3 separate regions of the Mus musculus genome follow, and regions 1 and 3 are each linked to region 2. A link is a contact called in public promoter capture Hi-C data. All regions are on one chromosome and are shown on one strand. The core of a region is the stretch at or near the end of the contact, and the rest is flanking DNA. Distances in the headings are between cores, read along the strand shown.

Evidence for each region. Promoter capture Hi-C pulls out the DNA fragments that hold promoters and counts their contacts.
Region 1: a promoter capture Hi-C map of liver shows a contact between it and region 2, with 2.4 times the contacts expected there. The contact joins the promoter of Fbxw2 here to the promoter of Zbtb34 in region 2. A contact is called at or near these places in 1 of 39 promoter capture datasets (liver) and 1 of 115 datasets of contacts at active chromatin or transcription factors (embryonic stem cells).
Region 3: a contact with region 2 is called in a promoter capture Hi-C map of liver, with 3 times the contacts expected there. The contact joins the promoter of Phf19 here to the promoter of Zbtb34 in region 2. A contact is called at or near these places in 1 of 39 promoter capture datasets (liver) and 1 of 115 datasets of contacts at active chromatin or transcription factors (pancreatic cancer cells).

What each region holds. Positions count from the first base shown.
Region 1 is chr2:34,824,349-34,828,158 of GRCm38.p6, forward strand. It overlaps Fbxw2 (F-box and WD-40 domain protein 2), which reads right to left and starts at 1,887. Exons shown (of 8, transcript NM_013890.4): 1 at 1,824-1,887; 2 at 1,614-1,722. It also overlaps a transcript of Gm34653 not described here.
Region 2 is chr2:33,429,609-33,433,738 of GRCm38.p6, forward strand. Zbtb34 (zinc finger and BTB domain containing 34) reads right to left here and starts at 1,716. Exons shown (of 3, transcript NM_001085507.1): 1 at 1,623-1,716.
Region 3 is chr2:34,912,456-34,916,271 of GRCm38.p6, forward strand. It overlaps Phf19 (PHD finger protein 19), which reads right to left and starts at 1,521. Exons shown (of 15, transcript NM_028716.4): 1 at 1,486-1,521. Gm24905 (a small nuclear RNA gene) reads left to right here and starts at 3,795; the gene lies at 3,795-3,816.

The DNA.
Region 1 (3,810 bases), core at 637-3,136, 1.4 Mb after region 2:
CATTCCTAAATTGGGAGATGAGAGCATGAATTTGGTTTCTGCTTCTAAGCAATTATATTTATGTTGGTCCTAATAACTGAAGCAGCGCCTAAAAATATCACGCTTGATTCTAACATGGTTCATAGAAGAAGTCAATACTACTGCCCTTACCAACAAAGAGGCTAGGGCCCAAGAGGCAGGGTGGCTCAACCAGAGTTACACAGGAGCAGCAGCTCAGTAGTACCCAATCTCCACCTGCATCTTCTACAGGCAAGGCATTATGGGTGTAAACTCAATGTTTTCCCTCCTTCTAGTCTGCATAACCTATGCAGGTAAGGAATCAAGGCTTCAGGCCTGTGAGATGAAGTGCTTACTGAAAAGCCTGATGACCTGGGTTGGATACCCAAAACCCACGTAAATTTGGGGGGAGAAAACTGACTCCATAAAGCTGTATGCAAAACCACGCACGCACACACTGGCATATACATGCTCCCTCCAACATCCTACATAGACACAGACATATAGACACACTAAAAATCATTTTTTTAAAGAACAAAAAATAAATACTCATTGTTGTTGGGAAGGTTGTCTCCTTGCCTCCCCTTTCACAACCAGTTAAAAGGTAGGCCAGGCGTGGTGATACATGCCTTTAATCCCAGCCCTCGGAGGCAGAAGCAGGCTCTGTGAGTTTGAGGCCAGTCTGGTCTACACAGAGGATTATGTGTACAGAAAAGTATTCTGTGAATATTGAGGAAGCTGATTAAATATTGCTTCAAGAGAGAACTGGAAAGAAAAGGGATGAAGTCCCTTTTAACAAAACATCTTTTTGTATTTAAAACCATGTGACTACACTATTGTAAAGATCTTTTCCTCCTTTTGCTTGTGATATTTAGAAAATTGTTTTTACTGTTCCTTTTTGTTTTGCTTTTTGTTTTATTTTGTTTTTTGAGACAGGCTTTTGCAGTGAAGCCCAGACTGGTCTCACAATTCACAAGACTGGAGTGCTGGGACTGCTGGAGTCCACAACCACCCTTGGCCTAAAAGCCATTAATTTAGAGACTAATCTTTTAAACCTTTGAAAGAATACAAATAATGTTTATAAAACACGGGCTCTGAAATTTCACTTGTTGGGTAACCATGGGCAAATCATTTCTTGTGTTTCAAGCCAAATTTCCTCACTTGTAAACTGTCGCCTGGTACTGTTTTACCTACAAGATTGTTAGGGTTAAACAGCGTTCTGTACAGTATCTGGCACACTATAAGCCTACAATAAATGCCAGTTACTGTTATAATGTAGTACTAATACTGTCATTTCTCCCCTTTTAAAAAGAAGCATCATCTCAAATACACACCTGTTTTCAAGGCATACACACAAGCATGGTGCCTTCCTACACATACTACTACGTTCTGCATTTTATAAACCACCTGTCCACATTTCATCATCTTTAATTAATTAAAGTGCTAGCCTTGGGGCATCAATGTTAACTCGTTTCGCGGCTAGGAAAAACCGAAGCACCAGAAGGCAGGAACTCTTAGCTCTAATTTTCCTGTCTAAAATTAACTCCGAGTCTCTCAGCCCGTTCGTGACTCCCTTGGTCCCCTGCTCCTGGAGCCGTGTTCCGCGCGGCACTGACCTGAGCGAGCGCCCCGGGGCCCGGGACCTCGCGCCGGGCTCACACCGACTAGGCGCGCTCGGGCCGCCAGAGCGTCGCAGCGGCCGGGTCCGCTCCACAGCCATGGCGCCTGCGGGGAAAGGGAGAAAACAGGCCGGGGCGGCGGGTCAGTAACGCCGCGGGCGCTGGGGATTCCTGTCCAGCCCGGCCCGGCCAATCGCAAATACAGACCTGGACCTACGGCCGCTGCTCTGGGTCCGCAGCCTCACAGGGGAGCGGCTTCCGGTGCTGCTGCGTCATCTCCGCGCGCCATTCCGGCGCCCAGCGTCGGGCGGAAGCGGCTCTACTTCCGTCTCTGCCCTCCAAGTACCTGGGAAAGAATGGCCCCGACTGTGGAAAAGGGCCGAACATGTGCTGTACCACCGTCTGCGCTTACACCTTATGATCCTGAGCAAGGTGGACCTCTAGATTTGCACAATGTTTATTTTCCTCATCTACTTTTTTTTTTTAACCAAGTTAGGGTAATATTTCACAGGAGAGAAAGGGCTAAGGCTCCAAATCCACATGTGACGATATTCAAACAGCCCATTGACACCTGGCACCTCCCAAACACGATTCTGACACAGCTGAACAAATCCCTAACTGCGCGAGGTCTATGTCTAGTCGTAGGAGGAAGACAGGACAAATAACAAAGTATACTGCAGGAAGCAAGGACAAAACATGGTAAGGGAGTTGGGTAGGGGCTGGGTTAAGCTCGAATCCCAGGACATACATGCACGCTGTCCAAACGTGGCCACTTAGCCACGGAGACAGCTGTTCTCCGAAGCGCTTGTTACATATCAGCTAACTAGCGTGAAGCCTTTAGTCCCCCCAGATAGAAGTGGTAAGCAAGAAGCTCTATAAATGCTGCTGTGTGAAAGCTTTGCCTGTCTGTTTGATGGGACAAGGTTTTTCTGTAACTCTGGCTGACCGGGACCTCGCTCTGTAGACCAAGCTGGTCTTGAACTCAAAGATCTGCCTGCCTCTCCCAATAGCTTGGGACTAATGAATGGTGTGCGCCATCATTGCCCAGTTTTTGGTTTGTTTGTTTTTGTTTTTCCTATTTAAAGCTTTTGTTTCCCTTGGGTTTTTTTTTTTTTTTTTTTTTTTTTTTTGGGTTTTCGAGACAGGGTTTCTCTGTGTAGCCCTGGCTGTCCTGGAGCTCACTTTGTAGACCAGGTTGGCCTCGAACTCAGAAATCCCCCTGCCTCTGCCTCCCGAGTGCTGGGATTAAAGGCGTGCGCCACCACGCCCGGCTAGGGTTTTTTTTAAGAGTTATTTATTTTATGCGTATGAGTACGCTGTAGTTGTGAGCCTTCATGTGGATGATGGGAATTGAATTTAGGACCTCTGCTCACTCCGGTCAACCCCGCTCCCTATGTGAGACCGGCGCTCGCTCAGTCCCAAAGATTTGTTATTATAAATAAGTACACTGTAGCTGTCTTCAGACGCACCAGAAGAGGGCGTCAGGTCTCATTACAGGCGGTTGTGAGCTACCGTGTGGTTGCTGGGATTTGAACTCAAGACCTTCAGAAGAGCAGTCAGTGCTCTCACCCACTGAGCCATCTCACCTGCCCTGTTTTCCCTTGTTTTACAGCAGCCGCCAGAGCAACAAGGCGAGAAGGGCAAATGCTAGGAGGAAAGGGAGAAGGAGTTAACAGTTCTTATACAAGCCTTGGGTGTCTGGTCTCTTAGATCTAATTAGATCTCTTAGATCTGTAGATCTAATTCCTTAGCCCTTAACGCCTGCTAGTGTTGCAACTCTTGGCCCACAATCCCTGAGAATCTTGGCTTTAAAGACTTGACAACCAAGCTAGAGATAGTGGCCCGGGTGCATACTCCCAGCACTTTAGAGGCAGAGGTAGCATAATCAAGAGCTCAAGGTCTCCTTTCCGGGTTGGGGAGGTGAGCAGGACCCACAGTCTCCCTTCTCAGTTGTTACAAACTTTTCTTCTTCAGCCCTCTCTTGCTTTCTATTTCTTCTGTCCTTCCTCCATTCCTGACCACTCTGAAGCCTCTCTGCTGCTGCTCCAGCTGTCACTTTCTAAGTTTTCCATGCTGACTGATTCTCTTGCTGCCACCATGAGTTTCCCATCTGCCATCAGTAAGCCTTTCTCTGCTGTCTGTGTAACCAGTTCACGGTACTGAGAGTTGGTGGGATCACTGGTGAGACAGGCTT
Region 2 (4,130 bases), core at 466-2,965:
AACAGAGGCCAAAAAAAGGTTAGGTTCAGGTGAGAGGGAAAAAGCCAAACCGTGGAGACCCTTGAAAGGGGGTTGGAGAAGTAGCAAAGACTGGACAGCGTGAAGCAAGCAGAAAGGATACTCACTGTTCAGCTCTCAACATGGCTCTGACTGCCATGGCCCCCTAGCTCACTATTCCTATGTCCTAGCCTCTATTCCTTCCACCTCTAGCAACCCTGGTCTCTTCTTGGAATATGCCTGCCTTTAGAATAGTTTCAACTTTGGCCTAGTGTTCAAGATCTTTCAGGAACCAAGCCTAATCAACCTTTCCTACGCCTCCTCTCCCATCTTACCCCTCCTCGGCCAGGAAGCTGCACTAATCACTAACTCCATAGGATCCTTTTTTCCCTATCTGAATCCTACTCCCCTTTAACACACAGTTCAAGTACCACCCTTCGCTGACCTATACCTCTCCTGCTGAATTCCACGGGACGTGGCCTTGTGTCACAGACATCACCTAGTCACAGGCAATGTCTGAACACCCACTGTAAAGCCTTGGAGACTCACTGTACCTTCAACTCCTTTCGTCCACCACTCAACTGCATTTTGACTTTTACTAAGCAAGCACTCTACTATTTTTTTTAAACTTCCTACACTAAGTTTGGCGTTAGCATAAAGGAAGGATGGGGGAGGGTGAAACCTCTGGAGTCAGAGACCAACTAAGAAGCTGTTGCAATAATCCAGATGTGAAGCAAAAACAGCCTAGACTAGGGAACAAAGAGAGAATGGGCAAATACGGACAGCAAAATGTTTGCATGCAAAACGCTCCACGGGAAAACTACGGACGGCAGCAAGGAACGATGAAGGATCAGTAAAGCTATTTCCAAGAAAACCCTTCTGGGAATCATTTTAAACCTCCCCGAGGCAAAGTGCACGAAGTGGTTAAAAAGTCTACATCTGGAGTGGAGGGGGAGACATCGGTAGAACTGCCCAGCGTGTTGAACCAGGCATAGACCTTGCAATGTCAGATATTCACAGCATGAGAGGTCTGTAGGGAGTTCATCTAAACTCTCAGTTCTTACATGGAGAAACTGAGGCCCAGCATGGAATGGGAAAGACTTGCTGAAAACCTCAAGATGGGGCGTCCCAGAATTGAGTAGCCCCCTAACAGTCACCTGGCCTAGGCGAGCAGTATTTTAACACGCCCCCTCCCCAGTCCGTCCTCAGCCCTGCGCCAGTGGCCACGCAGACCACCCAGGCCAAGCTTAACACGCGCCGCCTGTTTACCTGGCACACGGCGATGGCCAGAGGCAGCGGCTCCTGGGCAGCCTCCCGCTGACCCCCGCAAACCGGGCCTGGCTCTCCGGGGACAACGGTCACTAAGACCCCTCGGTACGGGAGGGAGAGCGAGCCGCCCGGGGCGGAGGCTGGAGGGGTGCAGGGCAGCTGCCCCGGGTCGCCACCCCTCGGGGCCAAGCGCCTGGCCTCCGGCAGGTGCCCGGGCCTCAAGACCCCGCCCGGCCGGCCCCGACACTGACCAGGCAGCCTCTCCCCCGTCCCGCCGCGCTCACGGGGGAGGTCGGACAGCCGCCCCACGGGTCGCCCCGACCCTGCCGCCTCTGCCCGCAGCCCGCCAGCCTCACCTGGGCCGCGCGCCGCGTTCACATCGCCCGCCCGCGGCGCCCCCTCCGCCGCCGCCGCCGCCGGCGCCAGGCCCTTCCCCGCCGCTCCCGCTGCCGCCCCTGCCCGCGCCCCCCGCCCCCGGAAGCGCTTCCAGGCCCCGCCCCCTCGGCGCCCGCGCTTCCGGGCAGGCGCGGACCCGGGCGGGTGTCGATATGGCCGGACTTCTCGCGGCGGGCCGGTCGGAATCCCAGCTCCTGGCTAGTGCTGCAGGCCGACCAGTAGACGGGCGGGTAGCTGAACAGCAACCCGGGTTTGGAGCCTGAAATCCCGACTCTGCGGCCCGTGGCCTTCCGCCCGCCTTCTCCTTGGCTCCACCTGCTGGCCGGAGCAGGACTCGACCGTGTGCACCCGGACCCTAAGCCTGTGGAAAGCCCCACACCTACGACCTGCTAAGCCATGCTTTTTAAGTTCTTTATTTCTATTTTTATTATTTTAGGGTCTTGCCTTGAGACAAGGTCTTAAAAAACAGAATTCCACTATATATATAAGGTTGGCCTTCAACTCAAACAGATCTGTGTACCCAGGATTACACTACAAGTGTGAGTCCCCATGCCCAACTACCTGGGCAGCTTTTCTCTTCTGCAAAAAGAAGGCTATCTGGCTTTAAAACAAGATCCCAGCCGGGCAGTGGTGGCACACGCCTTTAATCCCAGCACTTGGGAAGCAGAGGCAGGCAGATTTCTGAGTTCAAGGCCAGCCTGGTCTACAGAGTGAGTTCCAGGACAGCCAGGTCTATAGAAAAACCCTGTCTCGAAAAACCAAATAATAATAATACAAGAACCCACAGGCTGGAGAGATGGCTCAGCAGTTAAGACTGCTGACTGGGATAGCATTTGAAATGTAAATGAAGACAATATCTAATTTAAAAAGACAGCTGACTGTTTAGGTTCAATTCTCAGCACCACATGTCAGGCCTCAATCTGTCTATAACTCCTGTTTTAGAGATCCAACGCCCTTTTCTGGCCTCTCCCAACACTAAGCATGTACGTGGTACCCACACATACATGGAGACAAAACACCCAGCACATACAATAAAAAGGAACAGCTAAAAAGAAGAAGAAAAAGCAAAACAAAACAGACTACCTCGGGCAGGAAGTCTGGGCTTGTTCACAATGTCCACAGCAATGAGATTCTGTTTCCCTGTGAACCCAGCCTGGGGGCTCATCTTTTTTTTTTTTTTTTTTTTTTTTTGTTTTTCGAGACAGGGTTTCTCTGTGTAGCTCTGCTGTCCTGGAACTCACTCTGTAGACCAGGCTGGCCTCGAACTCAGAAATCCACCTGCCTCTGCCTCCCGAGTGCTGGGATTAAAGGCGTGCGTCACCACACCCGGCTGGGGCTCATCATTTTAACTGATTCTTATTGAATGTGTGGGTAACAATCTGGTTTCTCGACGGTGACAGTGCTTGCATGTGTTAAGGACAATGGAGTCTAAAATGTTAAGGATTTGGCCTTCCTGCCAAATGTCTTAAAGGACTGACCATCTATCTACCCTTACTATTTCATACCAGACCACTTGGGCGTCTTTTGTTTGTTTGTTTGTTTGTTTTTCAAGGCAGGGTTTCTCTGTATAGACCTGGCTGTCCTGGAACTCACTCTGTAGACCAGGCTGGCCTCGAACTCAGAAATCCACCTGCCTCTGCCTCCCAAGTGCTGAGATTAAAGGCGTGCACCACCACTGCCCGGCTCACCCTGCAGTCTTATATGACCAGACCGATATCTATGTGGGCAAATGTTGGCGTCCTTAGAGGGCACACAGGACTTTCTCATCAGGATGGACACCTGCTGTGTTCCATCCACCTGCCTCCTACATAAGCAGTAGTAGACCAGCAGGGGGAGCCTGACTCTTAACAGATCCAAGATGTCCACTTACTTCTAGAACCTCACATTATGTGAGAGTTCCTTCACAATGCTGACTCTGGGGAGGAGTTGAATGAACACAAACTTACACACACACACACACACACACACACACACACACACACACACACTTAGCCAGATAGCTCTCTCTTCTTTGGAGGCCTACCTCTGGCACACACACTCACCGCCTGTGTGATGGAGACAGGTGGTAATTCTGACCTGGAGCTTCTCTTCTGTTAAATGGTAATGCTGGGGGTGGGGTGTGATTTGTAGAGTGTCCACCGAGATGGCTTGATGGTTAAGAGCACTGACTGCTCTTCCAGAGGTCCTGAGTTCAATTCCCAGCAACCACATGGTGCCTCACAACCATCTATAATGGGACTTGGTAGGTACCCTCTCCTGGTGTGTCTGAAGGCAGAGACAGTGGACTCACATACATACATACATACAATAAGTAAATCTTTAAAAAAAAAAAGTCCGTAGAGAATATTATGGTTTAAGAGAGAGGCAGGCCCAGGACCAAAGCAGCATTCAGCTCTCAGGCTAATTTTGAGGCAAGGCACTTAATACTGGCCTGTCCATCAGAAGAGGCAGCAATAATACTGGGAAAT
Region 3 (3,816 bases), core at 271-2,770, 1.5 Mb after region 2:
GAATCTCCAAATCTCCACCCTAGAATGGTTGGAGCATCCTGCCCAATTCCCCAGCGTATTCTGCTTCCAACTCTGTCTCAGTTTTCTTCATCAATTATTTCATTCATCTTTTCCAAGCCTATTTTCCTGAGCCTGTCGCTTGCTACTACTGGCTGGCACCTGGTACGGGGAGTCTCAGGACACCCAGCTTCCCTCCAGGAATCTTCCAGAAGGTTTGTGGCTTCCCAAACCTTCAGGAGTGGCCAGCATTATTGCTTTCTCCCCTCCGGGGGGCTCACCTGGCATCACATTCCTCCACATACATACACTCTAAGGTCAAACACAGCTTGCCGTGTGTGGGGATGGTGGGGGCGCTCCTGCTCAGGGTCTCTCCCTCTGCCTAGGTGTTGGGCACCTGGTGCCCTGCCAGCCCACAAGAAGACAGCTCTGGGTGTGTTTCCATGTGAGTGCCTCTTCAGAGAAGGTTAGTCTGGCAATGTGCTAGTCCTATACGTAAAACTAAATACACGTGGACATATGAGGGGCCTGGGGCGGCAGGGCATAGTCAGGGTCTTGGGTCTCCCGATGATGGGAGTAAAGCTCCTCTTGCCTTCTCTCCCTCCTGTCTTTTATTCCAGGGCAGAGGCACAAGCACCAGGTGTGGGCTGTAGTCAGAACTTTTGCCCTCTTCCCTGGCACTTGGCTCTTTGGGAGCTGGGAGGTCCCTGCTTGCTTGGGCCTGGAGTACCGCAGGGCCGGCCGGCCTCAGCAGGTTCACAAACTGACATTTCCTCCCCCACTGAGCTTTTGGGGGCAAGCCGGGTCGCTGCGCCCCCGAGGCCGTGCTGGGCCCCCGGGTGGTGGCCCCCCCATCCCGCCTCCATCCTCCTGGAGAGGGCCCCCGAGGGCTGTGATTGGCTGATTCAAACCCATCGGCACAGAAATGCTTGTTTGCGGGTTCCCGTCGGAGTCCAGTTCAAATCCGCGGCACTGGGCGCGCGGGGCCGGGCGGGGGCAGGAAGCGCGCATGATTCATGCGCCGAGGCCTCTCCAGGGCGGCCGTTGGCTTTTTAAAAGGGTGTTCAGGGGGGAGGATAGCTTGCAGAAAGTGTCCCCTTCAGCTTCAGGCACTCCTTTCCTCAGTTGCTCTAATTGCAAACTTTCTCCCGCTCCCAGCCGATCGTGCCTTACTTTGGACGTGAGCAAAATCCCAAATGTCCTGCCTATCCTCCTCTCCATAGCTTTAAATGGAAAAGAAAAGGCACACGGCCACAAACGGAGACCTGTCACCCACACCCTGGCCAGCGTTGGGATTGTGGCTGGGACTCCCGCTGCCCTGAGGGTACCGCTCGGGCTCCATCTCTATCCCCATCCCACAAGCGCGCAGCCTCCAGCCCCCGCCCGGGGATCCTAGGGCTCAATCTAGGTTTCTAGGAGAGGGGTCGTGTGCAGGGATTAAAGCGTGAAACGCGGACACTCCCGGGGCGCCCGCAGCGCGGGACTTACCGCGAGGCAGCGCGTCAGCCGGTCCCACTTGGAGTCTGGCCACCAGGCACATCGGCGGCGGCGGTGCGCTCGGCCCAGGGCTGCCTGGCCGAGTGTCCGCCCCTGGGGCCGGGGTAGGGGTCTCGGCGGGGGCGGGGCGGGGCGGGGGCGCCGCGGGGAGGAGGGGACGCGGGGAGGGAGGGGCCGGTGAGCTCAGGAAGGGGCCCCCCGGGCGCGGGGCGCCATCTTTTTCGCGTTTTCCCGCGAATTATTGACGTCCCCGCTTATGTAATTAGCAGGGGCCGCACCGGCTTTGCCATTGGAGCCCGCGGCTGGCGGGGCCCCGCAGCGTCTCCCGGGGCCGCCCCCGCGCAGCGAGTCCAGCGGGCACACGCGGAAACACAGCTGTACAGAACCACGGCTGGGCGAGCGTACGCACACCACACGCACACAGCTACTACACCCAGACCCTTCACGACCCGGGTTGGTCTCCCAGCACCTTGATCTTACAGAACCAACATTCCACACTACTCCTTGGAGACCAGGAAAAGCCTAAGAGAATCAGACACAGGACACACACCACATATATATGTGTGCCATAAGTCACAACACTCAAATGACACTGCCCTCAGCATAGACTCCCGCGAAACCACGTGCAAGGCATACACAAGTCAGCAACATAGAGCCCCGACACAGTGACCACAAGACCCACTCGAGTATGCCAGTCACGCACTGTAGAGTTAACAGTGTAAAAGAGATAGTCACACAGACCATGTGCACAAACACGGCAAATATGAAAAGGGCAAGCTTAAGACAGATCTTGTGGATAGGGCTCCAATCAGATAAGATCTCCCTCCAGGAGAAAAAAACCAGAGTGTCCTGAACCAGACGCACTCTTGGCGCCAGAGCTTGAGATAGTGTCGGTCAACACCCCCTACCTGCATCCCTGCTTTCAATCTGGACTGCCCACTGCACCTGCTCGAATGGCTCCCTGCAGACACACCCTGCTGGGATGAGTGCATTCCTGGTGTGCTCTTTCCTCCTAGAGCCTTCCCTGTTCATTTTTCAGGGTTCACATTGGCCCTCTGCTCCCTGGGGTGTGGGCAGTCTGGCCTGCAGCTCCTGTCTGCCCCCTCAGTTTGAGATACAGGAGTCCTCTTCCACATGCCCACATTCCCCTTTACTTCTGGGTCTTACTGCTCCTCCTGAGGATTTGACCCACAGCAGAATCTGGCTGAGCCTGGAAAGGAAGTTGGTAGCAGCCCCACCAGACAGGCTCTTCCAGCCCAGGAAGGCATAGCTGCACACCACTTTCTGCAGAGATAACCCTTCTCTGTACAGGAAGCTCTGTCATGAGCCTCTAGGCTGGCCAGAGGCACCTTTAGGATTCCAGGGACAGAGACAACAGAGCAAGCCTGGCTTTGTAACTCACAGGCTGGCGCCACCTATTCCTGGATGTGAGATTGAGTGTGTCACTTTAGTTGTCCAGCTGTTGGGAAGGTTAGAGGCACTGTATGCAAAGTCCCTGTCACCCCATGGGTGGGCAGAAGGTAAATACCGTGCTTTGTCTAGTCTGTATTCATCCACTGTTCTCTTGTGTAGGGCTACAACTGGCTTTGGGCACAAAGGCAAGTAAGAGAAATGGGGCCTGCAATCTGGTGAGGCAGCCAGTACAGGGGTAACACTTTTATATAAAAAAGGTCTTTAGCATGGAATTAGGGAATTGTTGCTATGAGGCCAGTTCTGCCTCTGAGCAGGGGGATTGTGGGTAAGCTAGCCCCCAAGGTTTATTTATATACCCCGTCCTATCTGTTCCAAAGCGGGGGCAACACTACTCTGCCTCACGGGGCCGTGGCCTAGAGAGAGGTTAACATAGGCTCAAGAAGGAGCAGGTGCTTTGGTAAACTCCAAAGCAGTGTGTGAAGTGAGAAGGTGTTGACATACTAAAGACAGGAGACTTGTAATGTCACCAAAAAGGTTGTGTGTCATTCACAGTGGTTTACAGGCTAAGGTCCATGGAGAAACTAGCATTTGGACAGGATACAGTAACAGAGAGGCCCGTATTTCAGGAGGAGGGAATTTCAGGAGGGACTGATCAAAAAAAAAAAAAAATAATAATAATCCAGGTTAAAAAAATAAGAAGTGCTAGCTAGGTGTGGTGGCATAGGCCTTTAATCCCAGCACTTGGGAGGCAGAGGCAGGTGGATCTGAGTTCGAGGCCAGCCTGGTCTACAGAGTAAGTTCCAGGATAGCCAGGACTACACAGAGAAACCATGTCCGTCCTGAAAAACCAACACATAGAGTAATAAAAAAAAAAAAAAAAACGATCAGTGCTCCCTTAGGCAACGTAGA